Regions from separate parts of the Mus musculus genome. Here regions 2 and 3 are each linked to region 1. Evidence: chromatin contacts called from public HiChIP or PLAC-seq and capture Hi-C data. All regions are on one chromosome and are shown on one strand. Each heading gives the region's core, a stretch centred on a gene start, on an enhancer-like site or on the middle of the called end of the contact. The rest is flanking DNA. Distances are from core to core; before and after follow the strand shown.

Evidence for each region. HiChIP or PLAC-seq counts read pairs in DNA pulled down with a chosen protein or histone mark. Capture Hi-C pulls out chosen DNA fragments and counts their contacts.
Region 2: a contact with region 1 is called in an HNF4G HiChIP or PLAC-seq map of pancreatic cancer cells. The contact joins two enhancer-like sites. A contact is called at or near these places in 1 of 15 datasets of contacts at CTCF or cohesin (the NIH/3T3 cell line), 4 of 484 Hi-C or Micro-C datasets (ECoMG-derived neutrophils, bone marrow-derived macrophages, granulocyte-monocyte progenitors and 1 more) and 5 of 115 datasets of contacts at active chromatin or transcription factors (CD8 T cells, Th17 cells, bone marrow-derived macrophages and 2 more).
Region 3: a contact with region 1 is called in a capture Hi-C map of bone marrow-derived macrophages, with 2.6 times the contacts expected there. The contact joins two enhancer-like sites. A contact is called at or near these places in 1 of 484 Hi-C or Micro-C datasets (Th1 cells), 2 of 115 datasets of contacts at active chromatin or transcription factors (microglia and pancreatic cancer cells) and 1 of 9 other capture datasets (bone marrow-derived macrophages).

The regions. Positions count from the first base shown.
Region 1 is chr15:59,726,848-59,729,678 of GRCm38.p6, reverse strand. No RefSeq gene overlaps it. Among named protein-coding and RNA genes, the nearest start is that of Gm19510, 67 kb to the left of the region's middle. Within about 2 kb of position 1,403, at least 184 of the 459 cell types and tissues checked have an H3K27ac peak or open chromatin away from gene starts, as enhancers often do. A contact at or near this core is called in CD8 T cells, the NIH/3T3 cell line, Th17 cells and 4 more, where this site is marked.
Region 2 is chr15:59,479,371-59,482,201 of GRCm38.p6, reverse strand. The region is part of intron 4 of Nsmce2 (NSE2/MMS21 homolog, SMC5-SMC6 complex SUMO ligase); the gene reads right to left. Among named protein-coding and RNA genes, the nearest start is that of Nsmce2, 110 kb to the right of the region's middle. Within about 2 kb of position 1,446, at least 228 of the 459 cell types and tissues checked have an H3K27ac peak or open chromatin away from gene starts, as enhancers often do. A contact at or near this core is called in CD8 T cells, the NIH/3T3 cell line, Th17 cells and 4 more, where this site is marked.
Region 3 is chr15:59,500,286-59,503,116 of GRCm38.p6, reverse strand. The region is part of intron 4 of Nsmce2 (NSE2/MMS21 homolog, SMC5-SMC6 complex SUMO ligase); the gene reads right to left. Among named protein-coding and RNA genes, the nearest start is that of Gm36677, 120 kb to the left of the region's middle. Within about 2 kb of position 1,461, at least 18 of the 459 cell types and tissues checked have an H3K27ac peak or open chromatin away from gene starts, as enhancers often do. A contact at or near this core is called in bone marrow-derived macrophages, where this site is marked.

The DNA of each region.
Region 1 (2,831 bases), core at 154-2,653:
TTTTGAAAGATAAAACTGATAATGATCACTTCATCTGTCTTCCCCACCCCGTCCCGCCCGGAGCTCTGGTAAGATGACGGACACTGTGATAACCTTTGTTAGATAGCAGTAGGTTACACTTGTTTCTATCTTCTAAAGAGCTGGAGTGAATTGGGCTAGGAGCTGGGGCCCCCAAAGGATCAAGGAAAGGGCCTGGTATCATTAGGATGTAATATGATGATATCAATGTAGGCCCAATAGACTTCAGAAAGGTGGGAAGAGGCGGGGTTTGCTGTTAACTGGTCAGCATTCAGAATGTCCCAGGCTTCTGAACCACTTTCAGTTTTGCAACGATCATCCCATCCATCAAGTCTATTAAGAAGTCATGAAGAAACTCAGGCGCACATCAACTAAAAGACAAACCTACAAACACACAGCTAATGAGCCAAAATGCCTGGCTATCCACCCTGGTCTCTTAGTGTCTACTGAGGAGTTCTATAAAGCCCTCTACTGGGGGCCTTGTGGGTCTTCCTCACTCTTGTGACAATCTCCATTCGCACCGTCCCCCACCCCCACCCCCGCCTCACCCTGAGAGCTGGAATTACGGAAGTCTGCCATGGTGCCTGTCTTCCGCTTGTGTTCTTCACAGTGTGCTCAGCTGGCAGATACGGTTTCCTGATTTTACAGAAGAGAAAGCAGGGCTCAGCTGTCTGCAGACTCACTCCAAAACACCATACGGGATGTGAACTTCACGCTAACTTCAAAGCTTGGTAGTTCCTAGCCACTTTCCTCTCTGCCTTGCTACTTGGGAAAGCATGAAGAGTTCTTTTCTACTGAATAGCTGCCAGAAATATCTCTCTTGGGTTATCCAGATGAGGAGACCCTCTGGGACTTGCAGGTTCAGAGCCTATGTCTCTTCACTTGAAAATGCACCCCATCTCTCCTTCAGTCCTGACAAGTAGCTTTTGCACATTAAGTAACAGGTCTCCAGCCAAAACTCAAGTGAGCGATGCAGGTCCTTCCATCTCTGAAAGACCCAGAGACCTAGGTCCCTGCAGTCTCAACTGTCAGACCTTGGGGACCACACCCAAATACTCTGGAAATCTGTAACTCGAACCCTCATTCTCCTCCCACAGCCTGGGGTACAGGCACTGCTGATTCATTTTAAGAAACTTTGCTTTCCACAGCAGCATAAGGAAGGACTGTCCCCTGCTAGAGCCACGTGTGTTTGCTATGATTCATCCTGTTGCCTGCAACCTCCTCAAAAAAAAAAAAAAAAAGGCCCTTACACAACCAGGAGCCTCTGGGAGCCACACAGTACAGGGGCTTCCCCTCTTAGTCACCCTCTGGGCCTAGGTCCACTTCCACGCAGCCACGAGAACTTGGAGGGACAAGCATATGCCCCAAAGAGGAACTGAGCACATTAGCAAACTGGGTGAAGGCCACCCCTCAGGGTCAGAGATGAGATGAGGCAAGACAGCAGCTGTGCTGATCCTGTAGAGCGAAATGTGCACGGTCAACAAAAGTTTCCGGCACACGGGGGCCCTGCCCTGTCCCCTCTGGCCCCAGGCACTCTGGGATGAGAGAAAATGACAAGGATGCAGCCTTGCTGTGCAAATGGAAATGTGGTGTGCTGTGCGGGTGGACCCTAAAGCTGATCTGTGAGCCCAGGCAGAAGCCTACAGAGATGGCCCCCATCTGGTGTGATCCTCTCTGTGGGAGCTTCACGGACACAGACACAGACACAGACACAGACACAGACACACACACACACACACACACACACACACACACACACACGTACACACACACGTACACACGCATGTGCGCGTGCACACTAGCGTCTGTGCTTCTTAGAGTCTCTATGCCGCTGTTTGCGCTGGTGGGTCTTGGTTGTCGATTTGTTTTACAACAGACAGAGAGGCTTGAGAGTGAATTGTCCAAACAACCCTTTTGCCTACAATAAAAAGTGAACCCAGAAAGAAAGGACACACACCTAGGTCACAAAATAACTAGGGGCCAGGTTAAGCCTGACCATGACCGTGGCCTGCAAAGTTGAAATGATTACCTCACATTACCTCTAACTAAGTCAGCCTCCTGCCCCCCCCCCGCCTTTCTCCCTCTCCCTCTCTACAATTCTACCCACTTTGCTCCACCTCTGAGCTCTCTTCCACCTCAAGGCCTTCGTACCATCCTCTCTGCCTTAACGCCAGGTTCATGACACTCTGCTGTAGCATCAGGTTCTCAGGTACCTTTGTCGGACTCTCTTCTGCATGGGTGGCCCTTCTGAGTTCCCAGCTTGGTGGGATCTAAAATCACTTAGCAGACAAGACTCCTGGGCAGAACTGTACAAGACTTTCTAGAGTGGGTTAAGTGACGTAGAAAGACCCACCCTACACACGTGTGCCACCATTCCACACCTTGGGAACTTAACGACTGCTTCATCTGTGTTTGTCAGGTGCTTGGGTGCAGTGGTCACACCCATGAGCCACAGCCCACCAAGATGGATGCCAGCTGTTAGCCTGTCCCCAGCGATACCCATTTCTCTTTAGGGATCAGTTCATAAACTTCAACAAAAAGAATAGGACCTCAGTTAATTCTCTCTACCAATAGAATCTCTAAAACAGGACCTCTAAGGGGTGCCTTCCCAACACTGGCACTGCTAACCAAAAGTGTGTTCAAATTCCTCTGGGAACCTGACTTCAGGAGTCACTGGCTTGTGTCCTTTTCACTGGTGGCTACCACCTTGTTTTCCACATGTCATGACTCCCATTTGTACACTTGTCTGTCAACTACAAAATGACTCCACAAATATACTTGATGTGCACAGCTAAGCGGATCTGAGTGTCTCT
Region 2 (2,831 bases), core at 197-2,696, 250 kb after region 1:
TCAGGGATATTCCCAGCAGCCACAAGGCCGGAGTCAGAAAGCTGTAAGGGATCTCTGACTGCAGAATAAGGAACTGTGTGTTGTATCCAAGACTCAGCAGCAGCTCCATCACCAAGCATTAGCTCTTACACAGTCCTCACGCATCTCCTGGAACTCACAGAGATCCCCAATCTTTACTGGGAAGACATCTGAGTAAAGAGATTTCAAGCCTCTGAAAGGGTTTGGGTGTGGTTGAAATGGGTAACTTTGAAAACTTAGCAACACAGGATACACTATGAGTAAGTTCTTTAAAAAAAAAAAAAAAACCAAAGCTAACTCACCAGATCCTTCTGAAAGGGTTCTTTTATTAATTTCAGTGAAGTCAAGCAGAGAACAAGTTGTAATATGAAACACAATTTATGCAACTATGTTGAAATTCTCTACCAGAGTTGCATCTTCTAATGTACAATTTTATGGTAAAATAATTTCAAAATACTATCAAAAATTAGGCTAGGCTCCTTTTGGTTTTAAGACTATCATAGGAAAACCATTTTTTATATAAGTCATTGAAGTTCTAAGACAAAATGATAGTGTCTTTAAATTAGAAAAAAAAAATTGGAAGAGCTGAAACTAAACCTCAATTGAAATTACACTGTTGGGCAACTCCAAAAGCTAAACAAAAACATGTTAAAATAGAAATTGCAACATCAAGGGAAAACCATTCTCATATAGCGTTCTAGACTCAGCCCTAGCTGATCATGGATGAGGCGAGTTGCTCTGTCCTAGGTTTTCCCACAGTCAGCCAACAGGCTACTCACGATTTAGCAGCCACTTGGGTTGACTCAGGGAAAGGCATGTGAGGGAGGCCTTTAAAGAGCCAACAGAGATCCCCTGGGTGGGTCTGGTCTGCCTTTCAAAACCCATGAACTTCCCATTATATAATCTCAAATAAGAAAAGTATTTCCTAAGTTAACCGCCTAGCTGAGTGTACAGCAGGCTGCAGTACCGCCTGCCTCCCTCCCTCCCTCCCCTGGTAAGAAAGAAAAGGAAAGAGCTTTGTGAATGGCACAATCACCTTGTCTGGTAAGGACAGAAGATTAATGAATCCTGCTTAATAGTACTACTAGACTTTTTAACAAAACTTCCAGAAGCCCCAGTATCTAATCTAAAATTTCCATATTTTACTAATCTCCTATAAAATAAACTGTTAAAGAAACCACAGAATTCTGAGAAGCTTGCTTTTCCAGAAAGCCCAAGAAAAATACTTTAGTTTCGCCATTCTCAAATTCATTTGACTTAGAAACAAAGTAAACATATTACTCTATTTAATATCATTGCACAAGCAAATTCACAAGAATGAAATGTGTTCAGAGTTCCTAGAAAAAATGTAGCAATGCAGGCTGCCAACTTGTTCAATGTCAAGCACCAGGCAGCTCAGCACCAGCAGTGACTCAGAGTGAATCACGCTTAAGCTATTTTTGCTTTTAAAGTCCTGCCAGGAGCTGTGTTAATATTCAACCCAGAGTAAATTTAGCTCAACAAGAAAACAAGTGTTTCCATGGTTGCTTCTTCACGGTGTTTATGGTATATGCGCAGCCATTCGGCTTAGGAACCCAGCCAGATCATCCAAATTGAAATGCTCATCTCTCATTTACATCCAGGCATTGGAACACAGGAAATACCAAATGCAATTCAGACTGCTGTCTACCTGCCTTCCTGGATCCCAGACAGCAACATGGCAGGCAGGGCATCATTAAAGGCCCCTCTTCAAGTCTGTACCACTGAAGGAGCTCCAGAGACTGCTAGTCATAGGTTTTACTTGGTTTGTATTACAAATCAAAACTCCATTCTCTGGTTGTGGCGGTGTAACAGACTAAAGTGCCTAAAGGACTTAGCAAAGCAGTAGAAAATTAGAAGGACAGGTACGACATGGAATCTTTACACAGGATCACAGACAGTGACAGTCTGGTTATGTGGCTCAGGTTTTAAAATAAATTAGTTACAGGCAATGAGTAAGTAAGATCTGATTGTCTTTATGTTAGAAGAAAAAAATTCCACATAACATAAAATTTATCATCTTGATGCCCTTATTGTTTTTGCAACAGAAAGAAAAGTGTACTCCCTACACTAGACAGGGCAGCAGGCTGGCAGCAAGACAGGAGAGCCACCAGCAATCCATCTTAGCCTTCATTCATTAGTGCTACAGTTCCAATTCTAAGTGTCCCTCACAGGCCAATAATGCAAAAGCTTGCCTAGTGTGTGATGCTGCAGTGAGGTCTAATGTTTCTAATGTGGAATCTAGTGGAGGAAATCTAGCCCCAAATCTGTCATCTGGGGGCTAGGAGAGTACCCTTAAAGGGGATCTGAGCCCATTCCCATCTATCTCTTTGCCCCCTGGCTGCCATAAGGTAAATTCGCCTCCTTCTATGTGTTTCAGTCATAGTATACTGTGTTACCATTTGGCCCAAAGCAATAGATTGTTGAGGGAAATATTATAAAATGAACACGCCAATTCTCAGCCAGGCCAGGCTATGCTCCTGCCTGCCGCTACCAACTCTCTAGGGCTAACCCCCATGTCAGGTGATCTCACTTGCTCAGTCTCTTGGCAGTCAACTCTTCGCCCCACAGGGCCACAGGGTTCCCACTGGGCCATCTCTAAGATGTCCCCCACAAGTTCCTCACACTTCCATGCAACACCCCACACACCCTATGAAAAGCCATCTCAACACCTAATTATCCAGTAGAAACATCACTCTTAAAGCTTAATTATCCAAGTAGATTTATATAACAATAAGATCACAATTTACAAGATGCCAATACAATAATTTCAGAGCCAATTGATAATGATAAAA
Region 3 (2,831 bases), core at 212-2,711, 230 kb after region 1:
ACTTAAAATTTTTGAAATCCACTTTCTGAAAAGAGGTAACATATTTCTTTGGTTCATTCTTAGGCACCTTATGTCGTATGTTCACTTTGCTAATTCAGTTCTGTTTGTTTATTCGGATTTCCCACCCCCCAAGCCTCCCCTCCCCTTCCCTCCCCTCCCCATTTAACTTCTCAATAGGTATGGGTGCTATGAACATGCCTACTGCTTGTGGAGGGATCTTATTGCTTTAATGGACATGTATTTTAACTATAGAAACATTGCATATATACATATAAGCACAATTTCAAATCACTGTAGTGCTAAGGTCAAATAAAACTATTTTTAATAGCTGCATATACTCTTGTAGATTTCCTCTACAGCACATAATAAAGTACTTTGTGAAAACTAGATTTGACTGTATATACTGTTTTATGTTTTGTGGCTTAACAAATTTTTATCAAAACACTGACCAAGTATTTTTATTGAGTGAGCCATCATTTCTCCGAGGACTTGGAAATCTATCACACACAAAGATCTCAGACAGGCTCATTACACGGCTGCCCGCTTCTTTATTATCATTCTCCCTTAAGAAGTAAGGGTTCACAGAGAGCTGGCTCTCTAGACACCTAGAGTCCTAATGTAGACTCACACAGCACACAAGGGGCCCCTTTCAAACTCTCCACTGGTGACATGGAGATTATCACAGCAGGGGCTCTGTAATGAGTAATGAACAATAAACCCCTGCCTGGACTCTCAGGGACTGTTTCTGGGGTGGATTCTCTCAAGGTGCTGCTAATGCTTAGGGTTCCCTACCTTCTATCACTGCTTGTGACTAAGTTCAAATGAAGGTTTCAAAATATCTAGTTTAAAAGCCAGTTTTTAACTTTTGAGAAAAGAAACAAACAAACAAAACCAATTTGAATGTACTAGAGCAATGTGACTCTGGTTTTGTCTCCTCTGACTGCAGTCACAGACGGTTGTGAACTTCATGTGGGGGCTGGGTCCCCTGGAAGAGCAGCCAGTGCTCCTAACCACTGAACCTTCTCTCCAGCCCTTCTAAACTCTACTCTCATCAATACACCATTCACAGGTATTTTAAGTGATTTTTTTGGTTTTAAGATTATTTTTGGTTATTTTGAAGATTTAAATTATGACTTGATTATTTTTAAAAATGTACAGAAGTACACCAAATTTTTCTTTCTGATGTTGGGGGGGTCCAACCCTTGGCCTCACATGCTCTAGGCAATAGCTTACACTGGGCTCTATCTAGGCTGGCCTTTCAAATGTATGCTTTAAAACTTCTGCCACACCTATAATTGTCTAACTTTTACCTCTTTCCATAGTTTCTTTTATCTCCTTTCTTGTTCTGGAGTTTACCCTAGAGTCTTCTCTGTCTCCTGCCTGCCTGTTCTCCTAAGTCAGCTAGGACCACTGCTTTTCTAGTTCCCTGTCCCTTTACTTCCGGTTTTGCTTCGCATTGCTTAACTCGCAATTTTCTCTTTATCTTAATGAAGGAATTACTTCCTTTTATGAAATGGTTTTAGTAAACCTTGTCATATCTATGTATTTTGATAAATCATGTACATTTTAAAATTAGTTTTAACTACATTTTCAATGTATCTTCAACTTGAGTTATTTTATATATATATATATATATATATACATATACATTATACACACACACACACACACACACACACATATATATATCTCAATCAAGTGACTCTAACTTTGGTTGATATTTGACACAGAGTGGATTTTTCTGCATTATGGTCAGATAATTTGTTAAGTACAGTTTCAATGTTTTAAATGCCCCTAAAATTTTCTTTGTAATATAGAATGATTCCAGTGTGCTGACTTGGTGAGTTTCTGTAGGCTACAAAGCATTATTAGCATAATAGCATATAGCTAATTAAGCGTGGTGAATCTTTACATTTGTGGATGTCCATTAGCTCTGAAAGGAATGAGTTCTAAGTTGCAACATCACTGTGGTTTTGCCAATTCTGCTACTTCTGAAACACATTTTGATGAAAAACAAGTTTCACGATTGCCACTTGGCAAACATTCACAATTCTCACGAGTTAAAAAAAAAATTAGCCTTATATTTTGCTTTAAATTCTCTAACAATATACCCCAACTTTCACCATCTGTTGTTGCCTGTGACATATTTCTAGTGCTGTCCTTTTTTTTTTTTTAAGTGCCTTTGGATTAGCTATGGTTGGCTAGAAGGAGCTTTGCATCCTGGTCTTTTAACAGAGCAGGATAGCTACAGGTGGTGATGAGGATGGCTGGTTTTAATTTTAAACTACATTCTGTTTTTCATGCTTATAAATGGCTTCTCTTCCCTGCTCCTTTTTTTTTTTCAGAGTAATTAGAAAAATATTAAAATATTTTCTTGTCTCTTTTTCTAAAAGGGACAAGTTTCTGGGGATGAACGTCACATCTTCCTCTGTCAAGTTCCTATTGATTCCTGCCAGTGCGACAAGAGCACTGAGGAGTCCCATGCAGTTTTCTGTCTTCGTCCTGTTGACCAAAACGCTGGGACGACAGACAGATCCCTGTTACCTGCTCTGTCTGAGACAATCTGCCAGGAGCATCACTGCTTGCTGCTATGTTAACAGCTGATATGCACAGTTCTCTGACACTTACATGGAGTCCATTATTCTAATTATTTGATTGGCTACAAAATGGCTTCACGGTTGGTATCCCCTTAAACCCTAATACATCTTTTAAAGTGCTGGTCCACTGTAAGTGAGATACCTCTGTGTGGCTCTCAAAGTCAGATGATCTTTTGTTTCCCTATAAGGCAGAGCTGTCTCAGCTGGCTGTAAAGAGTGAGTAATAGCCTTCTA